3 separate regions of the Mus musculus genome follow, and regions 1 and 2 are each linked to region 3. Evidence: chromatin contacts called from public HiChIP or PLAC-seq and promoter capture Hi-C data. All regions are on one chromosome and are shown on one strand. Each heading gives the region's core, a stretch centred on a gene start, on an enhancer-like site or on the middle of the called end of the contact. The rest is flanking DNA. Distances are from core to core; before and after follow the strand shown. Region 1 holds the start of Kcnq1ot1 (KCNQ1 overlapping transcript 1). Region 2 holds the start of Gatd1 (glutamine amidotransferase like class 1 domain containing 1). Region 3 holds the start of Ctsd (cathepsin D).

Region 1 (3,259 bases), core at 616-3,115, 910 kb after region 3:
CTCAGTCTGGTCCCCAACAGAGACCTGAGCCTCTGGGATCTCAATTTAAAACCACAGAAAAGAATCAAATCCCAACTGAAAATCTGGAGGTAACTCCCAGTTCTGCTATTCCCCCAATTCAGACCTGATTCTGACTCTGCAGGTCTCAACGTGTGGGTCGTGACCCCTTTAGGCTTGAACAACCCTTTCATAGGGATCGCCTAAGACCATCGGAAAACACAGGTATTTACATAATGACTCATAACAGTAGCAACATTGCAGTTATGAGGTAGCAATGAAATTAATTTTATGGTTGGAGGTCACCACAACATGAGTAACTGTATTAAAGGGTCAAAGCACAAGGAAGGTTAAGAACCCACTGCAACCACTGCGGCCTCCACCCCAAGTTCCCAATCCCCCACACCTGAATTCCGAGTCGGCTCCAGACCCGAATCTCTACCCGATTCCAATCGTGACTCCACTCTAGACTCGGAACCACTGTAGACCCACACATACACACACCCAACTCGGATCCAAGAGCTAGATCACAACTCGGTTCAAAACTCCGAATAAGCAGCCTTCCCCAGCCTCAGTTCCACGATACCCTTCCCCCACCATGCGCGAACATTCCGAACGGAGCCCCTCACTCTCAGCATTAAAACAGCTACCACATAACAACACGTACTCCACTCACTACCTTGGTGCTGGCCACACCGGGCTACAAAGCTCAGGGGTCTCCAGACCCGATTCGGTTTCAGCTCCAGTGCGTTCTGACTCGGCCCGGGGTTTAGAATCCGAAGGCCTGAGCCGGTGTCCTAGGCCACTCACCTTGGGACTCGACCGACCTCGGGGCTCAAAGGGCCTCAAGACCACCCCTGCTTCTGTAAGCCTGGGCCACAAAGATGGGGACGTGGACGCAAAATACGAGAACTGAGCCACGGCCGTGAAACGAGGACCGGCCGTGAAACGAGGACCGAGCCGTAACTGCAAAACGAATACGGAGCCACTGCGGCAAAACGAAGATGGAGCCCAGCCGCGAAAGCGCGGCACGAATCACCTCTGCTTCTGGCCGTGAGTGCTTGCCGCGAGGAGGGGGAGGCTATGATGAGCGCGGCCACGCGGACTTGCGACTTGTGCCGTGCTGACTCAGAGAAGAAACCCGCGCTGAGAAAAAAACCATACCTAGGAGAACCATGCCGAGAAAAAGAAGCGCTGGGAACCAAGCTGAACAGAAAAGCTCTCCAAGTAGAATCACACAGAGGGAAAAGAAGCGTGTTGAAGAAAAACTGAGAGAACCCAGCAGGCTAAAAAAAAATGCTGAGAAGCCAAGTGGATCGCGCCAAGGCAGCCGACCGCGCTGGAGTGATCCGTGCTGAAACGATCCACACGGAAGTGACCCAATTGCTGAGGCAGATCGGACCATATCGCCGACCACCATGACGAAACAAGATAAGACCTCACCATGGAGGTCTAGGCTCAGGACAAACACTGAGGAGGATCGCGTTGAGCAAAGCACACTGAGGATGGCTAGTCGGGACTGAGGTGTAGTGCTCAAGTGATCCGAGCAGAGGCAGCTCCAAAAGAACTGTGGACAAATATGCTGAGGCTGGTGGCTGGCTGATATGACCTCACCGTGAAAAACCATGCAGAGGACGATCACACGGATGAAAACCACGCTGCTGAGACGAGCCACGCTGGGAAGGACCATGCAGAGAAAAGCACACTAAGGTGTACTAGACCGTAACCACGCCGAGGAGAAGCCCACCGAAGTAATCCAAAATGAGGCCGACCACACCGGGCCTGACTGGACCAAAATGCACCATCATAGACCACGCGGAGGGGCGCCGCAAGGAAAGCTGCGCAGACGTGCTGAGGCAACTGTTCCTCCTAGCGACAACGGCTAGGCCACCTACCAAGACCTTGGTGACGTGGCAGCCACGACACTGTTGATTGGACAGATGCTGAATAATGACTAGGGAGCTCTTCCTCATGATAGGCTGGATACAGATAGCTCTGTGCTGACTATTTTTATTGGCCAAGAGGAAACAGCCTGATGTCTCCAGCATTTGGATTGGGTGAGCTTGTACAGGATTGTACGACCTAGCCTGCTGGGTCCACCACCCCTTAAGGCCTACCTTCCTCATCCCTTCCTAGCTGAACCTGGGGTTCTTAACTCTGAATAAGTGTGAGACCAACCTCAATGCAGTACAGGGCAGATACCTGAGGCAGCCAATGTACCTAAACGGTTTCATGGCCAAAGATGAGTATGCCCCTGGCTCTGGCCTGACCTTGGGATGCAAAAAAGCAATCCACCCTCTCAGCTGTCCCATGGAATCCTACTGTGCAGGCCAGGGTGTGGTCATCTAAAGCACACAAGGAGGCCACCCTGCTTGTTTTTTTTTTTTTAATCACCAAGTAAGGAAAGTCTTGGGGCTATCTTACTTATGAAAAGGAGGGGGCCCTGGGTCTGCCCATGTTATAAAACTAGGTAATGATAGTCCTGAGGTTAGACCCCAGCCACTCGACCCATCCTCCAGATTCTCTTGGTTCCTGGCCCTGTCACTGGAGTGTTCAGGATCGTTTCCACTCTGTCCACTTACTTATCCATGCATTTATTTGACTAACACTGTCTACGCACCACCCTGTATCTAGCATTGACCTAAAGCCTGGAGAAACTTGACAAAATGCCAGATTTGGGGGACAATCCACTTGCCCAGGATTCATAAGCAAGCCTGGGGCGAGGGGGGGGAATGCAGATTTCTGTGCAAACTATAGTTTTAGCATGTGGAACTCTGGGTATATTCTCCAAACCACCCCTACCCAGAATTGACTTCAAACAGGATTTAGGGGAAGGGGAGGGAGAGCCAGTCCTGTGAACAGGCCAGGGTGTGGTCATCTAAAGCACGCAAGGAAGCCATACATCTTAACTGCTTTTGCTGAAAATATATGTCTACAAAAACAGCCAGGAAGCTCTCTTGCCAAAGATGACTGAGTATATGTGGGGGAAGGAGGGGAAGGCACGGTTTTTAGGTTTGGGTTTTTTTTCTTTTTCTTTTTCTTTTCTGTTCTTTTTCTCTTTTTTTCTCCTGTTGTTATTTAGCTGGAGAAAAGAGAAACTGGTGTCATCCTCTAGCAACAGACAGTTCCTTTTTACCCTCAGAAGCTACTCCTAGCTTGGTACCCCACCTCCTACCAGGCCACACATCTGCTTTGCCAATTCCTTTTGGGCCCGTCTGGAACATGCTGCATTTGATTCAAAGGGCCAGTCCTACCCTCCTAC
Region 2 (3,276 bases), core at 394-2,893, 970 kb before region 3:
CCCATCAAAAGTGGCACACACCTTTAATCCCAGCACTCAGAGGCAGAGGCAGGCAGATTTCTGAGTTCAAGGCCAGCCTGGTCTACAGAGTGAGTTCCAGGACAGCCAGGGCTACACAGAGAAACCCTGTCTCAAAAAAACCAACAACAACAAAAAAGTCCTTCAAAAAGGAACGAAGCTTGCCTAATTCAAAAGACTCTAGCCCCCAGGTGTGGTAATGCACACCTTTATGCACACCTTTGATCCTAGCACTTTTTAAAAGATTTATTTATTTACTTTATGTATATGAGTACACACTGAAGCTGTACAGATGGTTGTGAGCCTTCATCTGGTTGTTGAGAATTGAATTTAGGACCTCTGCTCACTCCAGTCCAAAGGTTTATTTGTTATTATAAATAAGTACATTGTAGCTGTCTTCAGACCAAATGGTTGCTCTCTCCCATCCTGGTCTTAAGACACCCTGTGGGTCTTAAGACACTCCAGAAGAGGGAGTCAGATCTTGTTAAGGATGGTTGTGAGGTTGTTGGGATTTGAACTCAGGACCTTCGGAAGAGCAGTCAGTGTTCTTATCCGCTGAGCCTTCTCACCAGCCCCCTAGCATTTTTTTAAAGACAGCATCTCATGTAGCCATTGCCCTCTCTATCCTCCTGCCTCCAACTCTGACACTAGGCTTTTGGCTTGTGGATTTTGTTTTGGTTAATATTTTGAGTCAGACCTCACTGTGTACTCCTGCTAGCCTGGAACTTGCTATATAAGTTCCAGACGGGCTCAAACTCCTGGAGATCCATCTGCCTCTGCCTCCTGAGTGCTGGGATTAAAGATAATTTTTAGCTTCTCAATCCCTCACTTTCCGACTCTCAAGGAAGGCCTACCTAGGAGCTGCTGTAGATTCTCTTTTACCTCTATTCCAGGGAGGAGCAGCACCCTCAGGCCCCTCCCACCCTCACCTGGGACGCTTCAGTGTGGAACCCAGAAATTCATCAGTCCAAGATCCCGACGTACCCTCGCGCTCACACCCACTTGCAGAGGTCTATAGGAATCCAGAGGGAAACCCCGGGCCGCAGCCCTGGGCTCCACCTCCCCACAGAGACTATCTCGGGCCAGTCGGTTCCCTAAGGACCCGTGAAGTAATCATCTGCCCAGCGCCCCTGACACACACCGGGCAGTTGGAACATGAAGCCAACAGACCCCTTCTGCGTGAGGGTCCCTTTTATGCAGCTCTTTCGAGCAACCTCTTTCAGGATCGCTTCCTGGAGGTGCACGAAGATAAACCCAAGATAGGGGGTAACAGAGAGGCAGAAAACACGGGCAGAGAGAGTACCAAGCCCCTGCGGCTCACTCGGGGGCAGGGTCATCTCTGCAGCCGCTGACCGTCCCTGTCTGCCAGCGCAGACAACATAGTAGGCCTGCGCCAGAGAAACAGATGCAGGGTCCCAGAATCTCAACTCCACAAACACAAACGTTTGCCCAGAGTCAGGACTGCAGGCCAGTGAGCTACACAGCTGCCCTGCGCGCCTCACCTTCGGAAGCGCCGCTGGCCACCAGGAGACACGCAGGCCTGCTTGGCAGCCGCTCGGACGCCATGGCTACAGCCCAGGCGGATATTTGTGCGAGGGATGGGGCGGGGCGGGGCTCGCCTGCAGAGAGCGGAATGCGCATGCGTGAGGCACGAAGGGCGGGGCTCGCCGGCAGGGTGCAAGGTGGGGTGGGAGAAACAACGCGGAAATTGAGTGAAGATGGGGGCAGTTTGCGCATGCGCATGGGGTAGTGGTTGAGTGGCAAGCATGCGAGGGGCGGGGACTGAGCGGGGGCGGAGCGGGGCGGAGCGGGGCGGGGGTTGGAGGCGGAGGCGGGGGAGGATACGCCCTGGGTCCCTGAGTGGTCGTTTCCTGATTGGAAGCCACCGGTACAGACTTGTGGCCCTAGGGCACATCAATTAAACCCAGTGGGCCGGGTAGATGTTTCCGAGTCCGAGTCTACCACAGAGCTACTACGCCTTGGGCCTTTGCCCGAAAGTTGAGCCTGGCTAAGTGTGTCAGGGAGCGATGACCGGTCGGGCGGACAGGGTGAGGGGCACAGAGTTGGGTCGTATGTGGGCGGGTCTTCCTCTGCCGGTTTGTGAAGATCCAGAAGATACCTGGGTCGGTTGAGTTTTGTATGTTCCTATAGAGGATGGAATGTCACTTCCTGAGCTGTGGACGCCTCTGGAGGTTCTGTTGAGTTTCCTGAGGAAAAGACCAGATTGGGGAGGCCAACCTGTATCTAAAGCGATTTACTTCTGTGGGACTCCTGCTGGGGCTTAGGAAAAGGAACCTGGAGCCCAGGATTGTGTGTTGTCTGAGTGGCGACTTTTGAAGATTCACAAGCCACAAGCTTGACTAGCCATCCTTATTAAATCCCCATCTATTGACATGAAACCCTGAAATTGAAGGGGTCAGATTGGCTAGTGTCCACATACTCACACAGTTCCACCTTTGTGCTGCCTCCAGAGTAACATTAAGGCACCAGAAGTGGCAGAGCCAGCAGTAAGCTTGAGTCTTGTGGAGAAAAGTATTTATATTGAATTCAACGCCCAGGTATTAGATATAATTTTGTAAAGAGACTACCATTCCAGGGAAATGTATAGACAGGGCAAATTTTACCCTTGAGGAAGAGTGTGCTGGAGAAAATGGTGAACAGCACCCCAAGACAGGAAGAGCATTTGATTTTGTTTTAACTCAGGTGGTGGCTGTTTCTTTTGCCCACTGACTGGAGTCCGACCTCACAATCTTATTAACTAGTCGGGAAAGACTCAACATACAAGAAATGGAGGAGGGGAAAGCAGTCCCTGACTGAAGGAGAATCACTGTTCCAGGCTAGTATAGAGAAATACACCTTTGGGTAAACAAAGCTTTTACTAGGTGGAAAGGATTAAACATTTGCATAAAAGTCTTACAAGGTGAAGGAGATAAAAATATTTGGATTCTTCATTCTTTTTTTTTTTTTTTTTTTTTTGTGTTTTTGAGACAGGGTTTCTCTGTGTAGTCCTGGCTGTCCTGGAACTCACTTTGTAGACCAGGCTGGCCTCGAACTCAGAAATCTGCCTGCCTCTGCCTCCTGAGTGCTGGGATTAAAGGCGTGCGCCACCACGCCCGGCTTGGACTCTTCATTCTAAACACAGGTTTTATAATATTTTGATAGAAAAGACTAATATTTGCTGGGTGTAGTAGCCTGTGCCTTTAATCCCAGCACTCAGAGACAGGGCAGGTGGATCTCTGAGTTCAAGGCCAGCCTGGT
Region 3 (3,688 bases), core at 1,047-3,546:
GATGGGGCCTTTGAGGATCAGGTCTTCCACAGAGCCGCCCACCTCCGTCATAGTCCGACGGATAGATGTGAACTTGCGCAGAGGGATTCTGTCAAGATGGGACAGAGGTATTAGCACCCAGCTTTGACTGCTGTGTCCTCCAACCTCCCACCCCAAAATACCCCAGGCTGGGCCAGGGCAGCCCTCTAGTACAGAATGACTGCCAGCCAGGCATGCACCTAGGTGCCTCTAGCAAATTAAATATCTCAAAATGGCCACAACATGTCACAAACTCCTGCCCCAAAGCCATAGGCCCACTGGCCCACTGACCCACTGAATCAGCTAAGGACATCCTATCACTACCACAGACACCTCAGGTTCAGTCACAGAAGCTCGCTCCTCATGTCCAAGGATAGGCTAGTGTGCCCACCCCTTTCCCTCACCAACCACACCCCAGTCAGGTGGTTCTCAGTCACCCTAGAGTGAAACAAACAGCACATACTGGGCCAGCTCTTGCTCTGTCTGCCTACCTGGGTTACTGGCTAGTGGGTTCTGTTTAGGGTGTGGCCAGGCACTTGTACCTGGTGCCCTGGTGAACCCAATCCTACATCAGGAGGAGGTGGAGGAGGAGGAGGAACAGGTGCATCCAAAGCAAGGTGCACCATGGGACTCTGGTTGATCCACTGAACCTGGCCCCTAGCCACATCGGTTCCCACGTGGACTCTACAAAAAGGAGCCCCACCAACCACCCCTACCAGGCCTGCAGTGACATTATCATCCTGGACAGTCCCTGGAGGTTCTTCCCCTAACCATCCAAGAGGCTTCAACACCAACTCCTCATGCTCTCCCTAGCCATCCCTGCACACAATCTGGCAACTCTCACCCAAGAAACCTACATGCCCTACCACCACAGACTCAAGGCCCTTATATGCTCCCTGCAGCCCTGATGCAGACAACTAAATAGGGGACGCCACCATTAGATAGCAGAGGGAGAGGGGTCCCTGCCCTGCCCTCCAGGTCACCTCTCCACCACCACCCCACCCCCCACCCCCAGTTTGCTCCTGTTCCCAAGGAGAGCTGATCTGTAATCACTTGTTGAAACTTCTCTGCCCAGGGATTTGTAGCCAAGGTCACAGCTGACCTTTCCTGGCATGCACAGTGCATGCTCTGAGAGACATAGGAGTCTTGCCTAAGAGTAGTGGGCTGGAAGAGGCAGGCTTCTGGCCTGGGGCTTAGGGGAGGCACACACCCTGCAAAGGTCAGGAAACATGCCAACAAGCCTAAGAGTGTGGCTTTGTTTCTGGTGCCTAGTCTCAGGGATCCTGGAGTCCACAACACCTCTTCCCAGAGAAGAGAAGCCTGAGGGCAGGGCAGGCAAGCCCAGGGCAGGATCAAGCCTAGGCCACTCCCTACAATGGCTCCACTGAGGCTACCCACCCACAGCTTGCAGCCTACAGACTGGGCTCCTTCCCACCCAACCCTGGTGCCCAGCCGGCAGAGCCAGCTCTACTCCCGCAGCCTACGGCCTCAGCCACCTGCCACGACCAGGGACTCACAGAGTGGGAAAACACACGGGCTACCACCAAGACCTCATCTAGCACAAAGGCCAAGTCCACGGGCCTGAGAAGGGCCTGGTCCCCAGTGGGGTAGACCTCAGCTCCAAGGTATTTGAACTGGGCCACTCCATACCTTCTCTCTCTGGGACTTGTGCAACTCAGGAGGGAGGAGGAGAGATTCACCACCCAGGACAGGGGGGATCATCTTTGAGTAAACTTCTAGGGCTATGCACCAGTGCACAGCTGTCAAACAGGGTCCCTTAAAAGGAAAGGCCTGAGGAAGTTCAGGGGGGCAAGGGCCTACTAGGTTTTCCAACTTCCACAGCTGGGTTCAACAGAATCCTATCCATGGGGCAGCACTTCTCCTCAGAAGCGGCCGCCCCGCTACACACACACACACACACACACACACACACACACACACACACACAGAGGCGAGGTTGGAGTCAGACCCACTTGTGGCCACCCTACTGTACCCTCCTGTTCGACCATAGGAGTCATAGGAGTGGAGAGGGGCCCAGGAGACCCCTGCCTTTTGAGTGTCTCGCCCCATAGTCTGTGGGACCCTGAGGAAGGCTGCGCTGGGTGCACAGGTGCATTCCAGCACGGCCGGAGCACGCGGCACTCCAGGTGACGAGCCCCGCATCTCCGGACCCAGAGCGGGTCCTCACCTGATAATCGCGAAGGAGGACGAAGCCAGGAGGCCGAGAATGAGCAGCAAGACGCCGGGAGTCTTCATGGTCGCGGCGGCCCGAAGAGAGCAAAGCTTAAAGCCAGAGGTCGCCGGCTTATAGGCAGGATGACGCCGCAGTCCCGCGGAGTCAGCTGACCCGCTTGTTTGGCCCTCAACGGGTCACGTGAGACGCGGGCGAGGGGCGGGGCGACCCGAACCCGCCTCCAACACTGCCCGGGCGCAGGCGTGCCCTACTCCAGGCCTACGCACGGCTCTCGGGAACGCGCCCGCCCACTTTCCTGGGACCGGAGAATGACTGGATACAGGTCACGTGGGGGAAGGAAGACCAGGCAGGCCCGGAAGCATCCAGAGGGGCGGATCCTGCCCTCAGCTCCGCCCCTCCCTTAATCTGTCTTTTTTGCATAATTGGGGTGCCCACTACCAGGATGTGGTCTTTGTCTGATTGGGCCCTGACCCTCTCCTGGATGCCAGCTTAAACCTAAGCCTTTTCTCTTTCAGCTCTGTTCCTCCTTGAGAATTTCCCTGGAGCCTCTCTGGACTCTTGGACCAGCAAACTTCACCCTCTTCAAAGCTCCACTACCTACTCATCTCCCCAGAGCAACACCCTTTTTATTTAAGCTGGAACACCTAACATGCACATTCCATAATGTAGCAATGTTGATTGCAGGCCTAGTCCTGGACTATGCATCTATTGATACAAGGGGTAGGGTGTACAGTGAGATGAGACCAGGGTTGCAATCGCCACTTGGGTCTTAACTACTTCACTCTTTAATGCCCTGCTTGGTGTCAGCAAATGAATTGGGTGCTGTTTGAGAGAGGCAGAGTCCAGCTCTCCATCATGGAGAGCTGAGCCCAGAAAGGCATTTAAGGGGAATGTCCTCTCTGAGAGGTGGTGTCCATACAAGGACAGGAACGCAGAGGAGCCTTGCCAGGGTCTGATCCCGGGAGCGCTTTTGGACATGTTCTACCTGTATTGAGGAGGTGGATGCCTCTAAGTCCACTCTACACATGGACACATGAGCTGTTCTGGTTCCCCAGGTTCAAAGCTACAATTCCCATCAAGTTACATCAAGTTGGGCACTTGACCTCTGCCAAGGCTCTCCACTCAGGGTCAGTGTTAATAGCTACACGTGGGTCACCACAGCCTGGATCCTGCCTCCACAGTCAGCACTCCACACATTGCTTAAAGCTTGGGTGTGAGGGCGAGAGCTGCCCTAAGATCTTGGAATCTGACCCTCTACTCCTTTGAATCTAAGACTATTCTTTGGTAGCCCAAGAGACAGGGTCTGGCCCTGGAGTTGCCATTTGCTTCCTAGAGTTGCTATCTAGAGATGATTGCTGGACCATGGGTGGGCAATGGGAAAGGTCCTCTGGGGCACCATGCTGGCTCTCCCAGCCCTGCCATAAATAGTGTTGCAGGGTGCTCAGGTGCCAATAGAGACATCCATTAGATGTGTGT

The links. Promoter capture Hi-C pulls out the DNA fragments that hold promoters and counts their contacts. HiChIP or PLAC-seq counts read pairs in DNA pulled down with a chosen protein or histone mark.
Region 1: a contact with region 3 is called in an H3K27ac HiChIP or PLAC-seq map of embryonic stem cells, with 3 times the contacts expected there. The contact joins the promoter of Kcnq1ot1 here to the promoter of Ctsd in region 3.
Region 2: a promoter capture Hi-C map of pre-B cells shows a contact between it and region 3, with 2.5 times the contacts expected there. The contact joins the promoter of Gatd1 here to the promoter of Ctsd in region 3. A contact is called at or near these places in 1 of 39 promoter capture datasets (pre-B cells) and 1 of 115 datasets of contacts at active chromatin or transcription factors (pancreatic cancer cells).

The regions. Positions count from the first base shown.
Region 1 is chr7:143,294,682-143,297,940 of GRCm38.p6, forward strand. It overlaps Kcnq1ot1 (KCNQ1 overlapping transcript 1), which reads right to left and starts at 1,866. Exons shown (of 1, transcript NR_001461.5): 1 at 1-1,866. The region is part of intron 11 of Kcnq1 (potassium voltage-gated channel, subfamily Q, member 1); the gene reads left to right.
Region 2 is chr7:141,412,482-141,415,757 of GRCm38.p6, forward strand. It overlaps Gatd1 (glutamine amidotransferase like class 1 domain containing 1), which reads right to left and starts at 1,644. Exons shown (of 8, transcript NM_172116.4): 1 at 1,521-1,644. The coding sequence starts at 1,584.
Region 3 is chr7:142,385,531-142,389,218 of GRCm38.p6, forward strand. It overlaps Ctsd (cathepsin D), which reads right to left and starts at 2,297. Exons shown (of 9, transcript NM_009983.3): 1 at 2,207-2,297; 2 at 1-88. The coding sequence starts at 2,274.